Linked DNA regions of Canis lupus: region 2 is linked to region 1. The links are chromatin contacts, called in public Hi-C maps. All regions are on one chromosome and are shown on one strand. Each heading gives the region's core, a stretch centred on a gene start, on an enhancer-like site or on the middle of the called end of the contact. The rest is flanking DNA. Distances are from core to core; before and after follow the strand shown.

Region 1 (5,434 bases), core at 1,109-3,608:
CCTCAGGCCCCAAGGCTGACCCTAAGCAAGAGTACAACCTGGGGACTTCCCCGAGAGGAGGCAGTAGGGCCCCGAGAGGCACACGCCAGCTTCTGCAGCCCAACAGGGAGGCCGGGGTCCTAGCCCGGCCACTCACCCGCTGGGAAATCGCAGGCAAGTCACCCAACATCCCAGGACCTCAGTTGCTTCCTCTTTAAAACAGGTGTAACAAGGCCTGTGAGGCGGCGCGGAGGAGCCGTGCGGGACCTTCTGCAGACATTCAGCGCTGGTCAGTGCTGCGGGGCTTCTCCTCTGCTGCAGGAGGTGGGTGTGCCTCTGACAGGTGGGGTGCTCTTTGCTTTTTTCTTCTTTTTTTTTTTTTTTCCTGGAGGATTACATAAGCACAGAGTTCGAGGCGGGCTCTCTGATAGTCAAGGTTAAAACACGTTGTCTGCGCTCCACCGTGAGGGCGGGGCGGGCACCCCCCGGCACCCCCCAGCACCCCGCTCCCCTCCCCACCCCCCAGGCGGCGGCTGCACCCACGTCCCGCCGGGGCCGGTGGGGACTTGGGGCTGCGCCTCCGCGGCTCGGGGCAGGTCAGCCCGCGAACGTGGCCGGACCCGGGGCCCAAACCCAGCGCTCGCCACGCAGCCGGGCGCGTCTCGTCCGAAGCGCACGCCGAGCGCGAGTAGCCTCGGCTTGCAAAACCAAAAAAAAAAAAAAAAAAAAAGTGCAGACTCGGAGCTGGGGGGGTTGACGCAGCTCGTGCCCCCCTACCCACCCCCGCACCCCCGGCTCCGGGGCTCGTGCACACGCGGGCCCCCCGACAGGTCCCGGGTCCCGGCCCCGGGCGAGGAGGCAGGGAGGCTGGGGCAGGTCGAGGCAGCGCCCCCGCCCCTCCCGCGGCCGCGAGCCCAGCCCGACGTGCAGGCGGCCCGCCCCCAAACCCAGACGTCTGCAGGAGGACAAGCCTGGGCATCCCCGCCCCCGCCCCCGCCCCGGGACCCGGAGCGGGCGGCGCACGCAGTCCGGGCGGCCCCCTTGCACGCCCCCGTCCCCCCACTTCCCGCCCAGCCGCACACTTTGCAAACTCCGCAGGAGCCCGGGCCCAGCGGGGGGAGCAGGGCGCCCGCGGCCTCCGGGCGCTGCGCAGCCAGGCTCGCCCCGCAGCGCCAGCGGGGCACTATATTTAGCGCCGAGCTCTCCGCCTTAATTCCTCTTCTTTTTTTGCACCCCGGGCTCCCAGAACGACTAGGTCGGGGGAAGCGGGAGGGGGGGGCGGGGAGCAGCGGGGAAAGAACAGCTGCGCCTCCGCCCCCCGCTCGAGCTCCGCAGGCGCCAATCGCGAGCCGAGGCTACTTTTCCGCCAATGAAGCGGCCGCAAGTGCGGGAGCCTCGGCGGCAGCCAATGGGGCCCCGGCCGGGGCGGCGAGACGGGCGCGGCGGGGCCAATGGGGCCCGAGGCCGGGAGAGGTAATGTGAGCCGCGCGGTGGCTGCGCGGGCCCCAGCTTCCTATTTCTAAGCCCGAAAACCTGTTCCGCCCACTGAGCATGCCCGGGCTCGCTGCCGGCGCCGCGGCCGTGCGGCTGGGGGTCGGCCCGGCCTCCGCGCTTCCGGGAGGCTCCCCTGTGCCGGCCGGAGCCCCCGCGGGCCCCTTTGTGCGGGACGACGGGAGTGGGGGGCCGGGAGCGTGTCGGGGCCCGCGCCGTGGGAGGGGGCACAGGTGCCCCGCGCGCCGCTCCCACGCCCTCGGGGTCTCCCGGCGCCCGGGACAACGGGAGCGGCCGAGCGCGCAGCCCACGCCGCGGCGCCACCGCCCCGCTGCACCAAGCCGCCCCCGTGCACACCCACGCGCGCTGCTCACCCCGCGCCCGGCCCTGGGCCCCTCGCACGGCCCGGGAGGCCCCGCCCCCGGACACGCCCCCCGCGCGGCCCCGCCCCCGAGCTCCTCGCAGGCCGCTCCCCGGGAGGCCCCGGCCCCGCCCCCCGCGCGAGGCCCCGCCCCTCGCGCCCAGCCCCGAGCCCCTCGCAGGCCGCTCCCGGGGAGGCCCCGCCCTCGCCCCGCCCCCAGCGCGGCCCAAGCCCCGCCCCCGCGCGAGGCCCCGCCCCCCGTGCCGACCCCGAGCCTCTCGCAGGCCGCTCCTGGGGAGGCCCCGCCCCGGCCCCGCCCCCCCCGCGCGCGGCCCCGCCCCCTTGCCCGGCCCCCCGGAAAACCCGGCGCGGCGGCTGGCGCGGGCGAGGCCGTCGGCGCACTGGGCATGCTCGCCGGGGCGGGGAGGGCCGGGCTGCGCGCGGCGAGTAGGAAGCCGTCGCCCCGCGGAGGCTGCGGGGAGAGCGCGCTGGGCCGCGGCGGTGGGCGCACGGTCTGCGGGGCCCCATGCCACGCGCGGCCCGGGCCGGCGCGCACGTAGCAGCAGCCCCCCCGGCAGCCCGCCGCCGCCGCCGCCGCCGCCGCCTCCCGCCGCCCGGGCCGCCGGCATTGTCCTCCCGCGCCGCCGCCGTCGCCGCCGCGCCGCCGCCGCCGCCGCCAGGCTGAGCCCGGGGGCAGGTCGTGCAGCCGACGAGCCCAGGCGCCCCGCGGCGCGCACCCCCGACGGGGCCGCGGCGGGCGCGGCGAGGGCGCCGGCGGAGCCATGAGAGAGTACAAGGTGGTGGTGCTGGGCTCGGGCGGCGTGGGCAAGTCGGCGCTCACCGTGCAGTTCGTGACCGGCTCCTTCATCGAGAAGTACGACCCCACCATCGAGGACTTCTACCGCAAGGAGATCGAGGTGGACTCGTCGCCGTCGGTGCTCGAGATCCTGGACACGGCGGGCACCGAGCAGTTCGCGTCCATGCGGGACCTGTACATCAAGAACGGCCAGGGCTTCATCCTCGTCTACAGCCTGGTCAACCAGCAGAGCTTCCAGGACATCAAGCCCATGCGGGACCAGATCATCCGCGTCAAGCGGTACGAGCGCGTGCCCATGATCCTGGTGGGCAACAAGGTGGACCTGGAGGGCGAGCGCGAGGTGTCGTACGGCGAGGGCAAGGCCCTGGCCGAGGAGTGGAGCTGCCCCTTCATGGAGACGTCGGCCAAAAACAAAGCCTCGGTGGACGAGCTGTTCGCGGAGATCGTGCGGCAGATGAACTACGCGGCGCAGCCCAACGGCGACGAGGGCTGCTGCTCGGCCTGCGTGATCCTCTGAGCCGCCCGCGCGCGGGAGCCCCGCGCCCCCGCGCCCGCCCCCGCGCCCGCCCCCGCGGGGGGGATGCGCTGCGCCCGCGCCGACCTCGGGGGCCGCTGTGCCTCGGCCCCGGGGCGGGGGCGGGGGTGCCGGGGGCCCGGCTGGGCTGCACCGCCCGGCTCCCGACCCCCGCCGACCTCCGCTGACCTCCGCCGACCTCCGCCGACCTCCGCTGACCTCCCCCTCCGAGCCCCGGTGCAGCCCCGGTGCAGCCCCGGTGCAGCCCCGGGGGCGGTGCGGCTCCTGCTGCATGCACGCTGCTCGTGGACCCCGGGAGACGCGGATTTTTCCACCCCACTCCCCGCGTAAGGAGCCGTTAGGGCGCTGTGTGGGCAGCTCGACACGGGCCAAAGTTTCAGCCTGCAAAAAAAAAAAAAAAAGAAAAAGAAAATAAATAAAAATAAATAAATAAATGGGGTGGGGAGGTAGAAAGGGAGGGGGCAATTTTTCCTTTTTTTTTTTTTATTTTTATTTTTTTTCTTTTGCCTCCAACCACCCCTTTTTGTAGTTCCACATGGAAGGAAGTCCGGGAGAACCAAATGAAGGAGCAGGACAGGAGGAAGGGAAGAAACTTTTGTGTTGGCTTTTTTTATTTTTTATTTTTTTATTTTTTTTTCTTTCCTTTTTTTTTTTTTTTTTTTTTTTTCCAGGAGGAGCTGGAAATTAAAGATCGGGTTCCTTTTCTGCCAGCTTGGAAGGGCAACCCTGTGACTGATTGTGATTCTAAGGATGTCTATGCAAAGTTGGATTCTTGTTACAGTGTATCCAATCTGAAGTATGCACATCTGAACTGGGACTGTAAACACTGATGCCAATGCAGTGTGGGGTGCCAGAAAGTGTCTGCTGATATTTGTGGAAAAAAAAAAAATCTATTTTGTTTACCTACTGTATCAAAGGGGAGTCTGGGGGAGAACGGTAGTATTTTTTTTTTTTTTTTATCAGCTGTGAAAAAAAAATGTTACAGATCTGCACATTTTTGTGTGTACTGTGTGTGTGTGTGTGTGTGTGTGTGTGTTTCTTTGGGTTTCTTTTTGTTTTTTGTTTTTTTTTTTTTTAAGTTTAGCTTTTCTTTTTGGTTGGCAGTGACAGGTTTTGATGACTAGCTCTTTAAAATACAGTACAAAGACTTCAAAAATGTGATTCAGGGCCCCAGCACCCCTGTGTCTGCAGAGTGCCTTCAAAACTCAGCTGTTCCAGCCGGTGCCAACCTGTGAACTTCCCACCATAACCCAGAATCTGCTATTCCCCAAACCACTTCCTAGTTTCCTTTCTGTAATCTTCCTGAAGGAGCCAGGACAATAGGGCCTGTTGTTTGGTGAATTTCTTTATTATTTCCAGCCCTTAAAATGTAATTTCCATGTCTTGCAATGGTTTTGGTTGTTTTTTTTTGTTTTGTTTTTTTGTTTTTTTATTTTGTTTTGTTTTGTTTTTTTGTTTTTTTTCTTTTTTTGCCCTTCTTTCTTTCTTTTTTATCTGGCTTCATTTTGTTCAAATGTTCAGGTATTTAGCTCCCCTTTGTATTATTTTTAAAAATTTTTTGGGGTTATCTGTTCTAGGGTGTTCCTCCAGAAGCAAAGAACAAAATTTTCCTGTTGTGATGTACCAAGAGAATTCTCACTAATTGTAATTTTTAATTCCAGACACGCGTTTAATCATTGTCTCTCCATTTTAAGACTTTTAATACAGATGTCATTTTTAAAGAAACAAATCCAAAACTATTGTTTGTGTTTCTGTGTTTCATATTCAGTGATTTAATACAGTATCGAGGCTGAGGTGGATAGGGGCAGCAGGTGCATGATGCTCCCAGCAGAAATACCTCAGTGACAAGTTGGGTGACATTACTTCCAACTCCCGTAAATATGGAAAAAATCTTAAAGGTCTAAGAAGCCCTGAGGGTATGGCCATTACCATTTGACTACAAGATAAGCAGGATTTTGAATCTGTTCTGCTGACAGGGAGCAGTTTACCTCACTGTGGGTAGGGAAGGGGAGAAACCAACTCCTAATACTGCCTTAGATTTGGTGAAGTCACCAGTCACCTGACCAGGCAGGGTAGTGCTTTTAACTTTTCTTTTTCTTTCTTGCTTTCTGTCTTTCTTTCTTCTTCCTCTTTTTTTTTTTTATTAATGTTTTTGTTTAATTACATCACATACAAAGTCAAAAACATGTTTGAGGAACATGATTTCCAATTCTGAAGTCATTCCTAGTAGGGTTTTCTGCAGTGCATTTGT
Region 2 (5,434 bases), core at 1,869-4,368, 50 kb after region 1:
AGGGAGCCTGCTTCTCCCTCTGCCTGTGTCTTGGCCTCTGTGTCTCTCATGAATAAATAAATAAAATCTAAAAAAGCCAACCAAACCAACTTCACTCTTCCTCACGATTGATCTCTTTATAGCTCCAAGAAGAGACATGAAGAATGTCAGCACTTTTCTTCGGTGTTAGGGTTTTGCTGTAATTTGAACAATCCAAAAGTAACGGGACACTTTTGTTTGCTTCTTATTTAATAGTCCAGCAGAGATAAATAATTTCTCAATAGATTCATTGAGTTTCATCTTGACCCAGAACTCGGAGTCTAAACACAGCCTTTATCTGACACTGAAACACCAGAAGGGGAAGCCGACTGGATTTGTTCTCCATCAGACTTAGGCCACCTTGTTTTAGGATCCCACCATGTTAAAGAACACCAGGCCCTAACGTTCTGATGCAGTAGGACACTCCCGTTTGGGTGACATGCTTTTTCTTTCTTCTGCCCTTGAATAGGATTCATCCTTTCTCTTCTGCAGTGAACGTAAATAATCTGCTTTGCATTCTGGTCATACCTTGTTTCATTAACTTATTCTTTAATTTATTATTTTTGTGTAGTGACAGTTCGTCCGTGCTTTCAGGGATCTTACTGTCTATGTAGAAGAGAAGGGAGGCCGGGGGGCTCAGTGGTTGAGCGTCTGCCTTCAGCCCAGGGCGTGATCCTGGAGACCCGGGATCGAGTCATGCATCGGGCTCCCTGCATGGAGCCTGCTTCTCCCTCTGCCTACGTCTCTGCCTCTCTCTCTCTCTCTCTCTCTCTCTGTGTCTCTCATGAATTAATAAAATCTTTAAAAATTGCACTAAGTAGAAGAGAAAAAAATATTCATTCATTTTTAAAGTACATGTAACATGGAGTATTTACAAAACGTGGTGTGAGCTCCAAGAAAGGGGAGAGAGAACTGCTTCGACTCATGCACCCGTATCCTCCCTGGTCTTCCTGCTTCTACACTTGACTCCCTAAAATCTAATGTGCTCTCAACAGCCACAAGGATCTATTAAAATGCATTAGATCAAATAAACTCTCGGCTTTAAATTTTCACTTTAAACTACTGACTGGTCACACAAAGCCAGTGGCTCTGGTGGCTGCCTTTCTCTCTGACTATGCCTCAGTCCTGCTGGCTCCTTGCAGCATCTTGGGAGCCCAGGCTTGCTCTGGAGCTTAGTGTCCATCTCTGCCTGACTGGCTCCTTCTTGTCATTCAGAGCTCAGCCTAGCTGGCTGCATCCCTGACACCTGATATAAGTGACCACCCTGTCACCTGACGTCATAGGACTGCATAACGCTAACTGGTATGTAGGTGCCTCCCTCCTGCCCTCTCCCCTCCTCCTCCTTTCCTTCCTTCCCTTCCTTCCCTTGTTCTTTTCCTTTTTTTTTTTTTTTTAATATTTTATTTATTTGAGAGAGAAAGAGAGAACAAGAGCAGGGGAGAGGGGCAGAGGGAGAGGGAGAAGCAAACTTTGGTGTGGCTGGAGGACAGGGAGTGAACTGAGCTTGGACAGAGTAGGAATATAAAAGGAGGTAAATTGAGAGGTTTTAGGTATATACCCACATCCCAATAAATGTTTTGTTGTTGTTGTTGTTGTTGTTTTTTCCAACCCGAGATCTAGCTTCTTCATGGACACATGGCAATGAAATACTTCTGGCACTTTCTGACATTGCTGCCCCACAGGAAAAGAGGGAAGTGGTCTTGAAAAAGATAACGGACAAATTTGCTCTGCTGTAACGACTCATTGCAGAGTTTTGACATTGGACTTTTGGGAGGATATTTTTTTTTTTAACGGCTTAATGAATGAGTTGGAAATAGATTCCTGAACGTGGCCAAATATGGGAAACATGTAGAGTATCATTTTGTTGTCATTTATCCATTGGCCTCTTACAACAAATCACGGTTGTGAAGCAGCAGTTTTGTGTGCAACATCGTGATAGTTTTCGTTCACTTATGATATCGTAGGTGTGAGTTTTATTTATTATTTATTTATTATTATTTATTTTATTATTTATTTATTTATAATTTTGGGAGACAGGGAGGGGTTTTCATCGACTGTGACAGTCACCTCGTCTGTAAGTCGGGAATAACGAAAATGCTTATCTCAAAGGGTGGTTGTGAGCCTAAGATGACTCTAAAGGAATCAGGTGCTCAGAGCCGTGCCGGGCGTCAGCTGCTGGCCTGTCCCAATCCTCATCATGATTATTGGTGGCCCTCGTGAGGCGAGACACGGTGTGACTTTATTGCAAGACTTTTACACGGGGTTCAAAAATCTACCGTAAATGCGTGTACATTTGATTTGGCTGGAGAGACACATTCTGCTATTTTGCCGTCGTGGAGATTGCTTGTAACGATGATGAATGTCGCTTTCTGCCTTTATTTATGGTATTTCTTTATGTATTTATGCATTTATTTTAAAGATTTGTTGATTTATTTTAGAGGGGGAGGGGCGGCCGGAGAGGGAGAGAAAGGATCTCAAACACACTCCCCACTGAGCAAGGGGAGCAGGGCCTGGGGCTCCACCTCTGTGACCTTGGGATCCGGACCCTGAGATCCTGACCTGAGAGGAGATCAAGAGTCTGAGGCTGAGCCACCCAGGAACCCCTGTCACGAGCTTTTGAAACACGGGGTACATGAAACCCACTCAGGTGAACCGTGCCAAACTCTTGTTTTTTATCTTTGAAAACAATACAGAGGCAAGGGCGCACAAGGAGACGCAGGGCATCCCAACAAACAGCAGCCTGGGCAGCCCGGCCTTCACCCAGGGCCTGATCCTGGAGACCCGGGATCGAGTCCCACCTCAGGCTCCCTGCATGGGGCCTGCTTCTCCCTCTGCTTGTGTCTGCCTCTTACTCTCTCTCTCTCTCTGTGTCTCTCATCAGTAAATAAATAAAATCTTTATTTAAAAAAAAAAAAGGAAACAGCAGCCTGGGGGGTGGAGAGAGCAGGCCTTCCCTGCAGCGGGGGTGCCAGGGCCCCACCTCTGGGATCCATCAGGGGCACCCACTGCGGGGCCCGGTCTCCGCCCTCCCCAGCCCTTCTCGCCGAGGCCCCAGGCTGGCTGCGGCCTGTGGTTCTGCAACCCAGCTGGTCGGGAGGGCAGGAAGGAAGGGTGGACCTGCCTGAGATTTCCTGTCTCGCTGTGAGTCACTGATACCGAGCACTTCTTGCACTTCGCTGCCTACTATCCGCAGAGCAGGAATGCACCCAAGAGGCAAACCCCAACCCTCTCTCCAGTCCTGGTGATAACTGCCCTCCCCACCACAAGCAGGCAAGCTCCGCACAGCCTGGGGCTGGCTCTCCTGGGGGAGGCGAGCAACCAAAGGGGGGCTCTTCACCACCCCTTGTAGGAAGGAGATAGTGAAGCCTGCAAGAAGGAACATCCTTCTGTATCCCTTAGGTGCAACGAAAAAGGCCACTCAGGTTTGGAACCCGGAGGCGTAAGTTCCCATTCTGACTTGGCTGGCAAAGCTCGTAAGCCTGTCTCACACTTACTTCCCTTCCATCCCCTGCCTGCCAGCGTTGCAAACAAACTGAAGTTGAATACGGGGGTTCTGAAATTCCTGGACGTACATGCCTTGTAAATAAAAATTGAACCATGATTTTTGCTTGCGAAGCATGTTGAAAGGGCTTAGTCTTGGTGGAGAAAGTCTATCAAGAGGGAGCGGAAATGGTTGTGCTTATACAACTTCTAAAGCCAGCCGGGAGGATTAATAATGATAATAACAATAATGATAATAAATCATAGCTACTAAGCACTTGTTTTACGCTGATATTATGTATTGCACATGATTACTAATCCTCACAACTCCCCCTCTAAACGCCCCCCGCCCCAGTCTACCAGCTGTCTTGAAATGGGATGATGTATGCCACAGTGCTTTGAAAATATTAGTCATTAAATCAAATTATTTTTTTATAGAAGTGTAACTGTAATTAGCATTAATAAACATTCCAGGAACAGTATTTTCCTTAGTTTACGAAGAGCATGAGCTTTGGAGTTACACGCAGCAAGATGCAAACACCATTTTTGTCGCATCGTATCTGTAGGACTATTTGCGAAGTGTCTCTGAGCCTCCATCTCCTCCCTTGTAGAATAAGTGCAAGTAACGACTACCTCAAGAATTATTTTAAAAATTCCACAACTCTGTGTTTGACACGTAGTAGGTTCACCCCAAATATGGACTCCCCTTTCTTGCCCACTTTTCCTAAAAATGACAGAACCAAGACAAAGAGCTTTAGAATCATTAGTTAAGTATTTCATCATTTTTCCAAGGGCCTGTAGAAAATACGGAGGAGGAAGCACAGGTTGAAGAATGAGGAGGCACATAATATTATAGATGGAGGAGTCCGCTGCCTGTGAGGAAGAGTCTGCTTCTTCTCATAAAATGTTTGTATCAGAGACTTCAGAAAGAGTTGTGACGGGGGACGCCTGGGTGGCTTAGTGGTTGTGCGTCTGCCTTTGACTCAGGGCGTGATCCCAGGGTTGGGGATCAAGTCCCACATCAGGCTCCTGCATGGAGCCTGCTTCTCCCTCTGCCTGTGTCTCTGCCTCTCTCTCTGTCTCTCATGAATAAATAAATAAAATCTTAAAAAAAAAAAAAGAGTTGTGACGGAAAAGCACTCATTAAAAATGCATTTTCTTGGCTGGGTGACTCAGTCAGTTAGGGGTCTGCCCTCAGCTCAGATCATGATCCTCGGGTCCTGCTCAGTGGGGAGCCCGCTTTTCCCTCTCCCTCTGATGCTCCTCCTGCTTGTGCTCACTCCCTCGACCTCTTCTGCTCTCTGTCTTCCTCAAGTAAATAAATAAAATCTTTAAAAAATAAAGGGGATCCCTGGGTGGCCCGGTGGGTTAGTGCCTGCCTTCAGCCGAGGGTGTGATCCTGGAGACCCAGGATTGAGTCCCACGTCGGGCTCCCTGCATGGAGCCTGCTTCTCCCGTGGCCTCTCGCTCTCTCTGTGTCTCTCATGAATAAATAAACAAAATCTTAATAAATAAATAAATAAATAAATAAATAAATAAATAAATAAATAAATAAAATAAAATAAAAATGTGTTTTCTTTTCCCATACATTGTCCGATCATAACACCATAACTTGATTCTAGGGCTTGGGTTGGGAGGTTGCAATGAACTCAGTGGTGATACCAATGAATCTGAATTGCTAGTCATCAAGTGGCCAGAAACCTGGCCTCTCGTACTGGGACTTCATTAGAGCAGAGAGATTAAGTTATCCAGTGGTCACCACGGTGCATTAGAGAATTAGATACTCGCAGAATTTTCCTTTGCTCACACCATCAAAGCTTTTCTTTCAGCCATGAAAGCTGGGTCAGCTCTCAAAGTGCTAATTATTTCGTTAAATAAAACAGCCCCCTTTCTCAATCTCTCCCTACTTAGGCTTGAGAGCAGGAAATGAGAGCAG

What was found. A called contact is a pair of places that touch in the nucleus more often than the background predicts.
Region 2: a contact with region 1 is called in a Hi-C map of blood, with 2.4 times the contacts expected there. The contact joins the enhancer-like site here to the promoter of LOC119877426 in region 1. A contact is called at or near these places in 2 of 9 Hi-C or Micro-C datasets (both in blood).

Annotation. Positions count from the first base shown.
Region 1 is chr23:48,052,075-48,057,508 of UU_Cfam_GSD_1.0, forward strand. LOC119877426 (serine/arginine repetitive matrix protein 1-like) reads right to left here and starts at 2,359. Exons shown (of 5, transcript XM_038570205.1): 1 at 2,178-2,359; 2 at 1,513-1,801; 3 at 1,060-1,334; 4 at 137-364. The coding sequence starts at 2,359. RAP2B (ras-related protein Rap-2b) reads left to right here and starts at 2,564. Exons shown (of 2, transcript XM_038570198.1): 1 at 2,564-3,169; 2 at 3,205-3,256. The coding sequence starts at 2,614. The coding sequence ends at 3,165. It overlaps LOC119865433 (a long non-coding RNA gene), which reads left to right and starts at 3,325. Exons shown (of 3, transcript XR_005377227.1): 1 at 3,325-5,434.
Region 2 is chr23:48,101,318-48,106,751 of UU_Cfam_GSD_1.0, forward strand. No RefSeq gene overlaps it. Among named protein-coding and RNA genes, the nearest start is that of RAP2B, 49 kb to the left of the region's middle. Within about 2 kb of position 3,119, at least 5 of the 20 cell types and tissues checked have an H3K27ac peak or open chromatin away from gene starts, as enhancers often do. A contact at or near this core is called in blood, where this site is marked.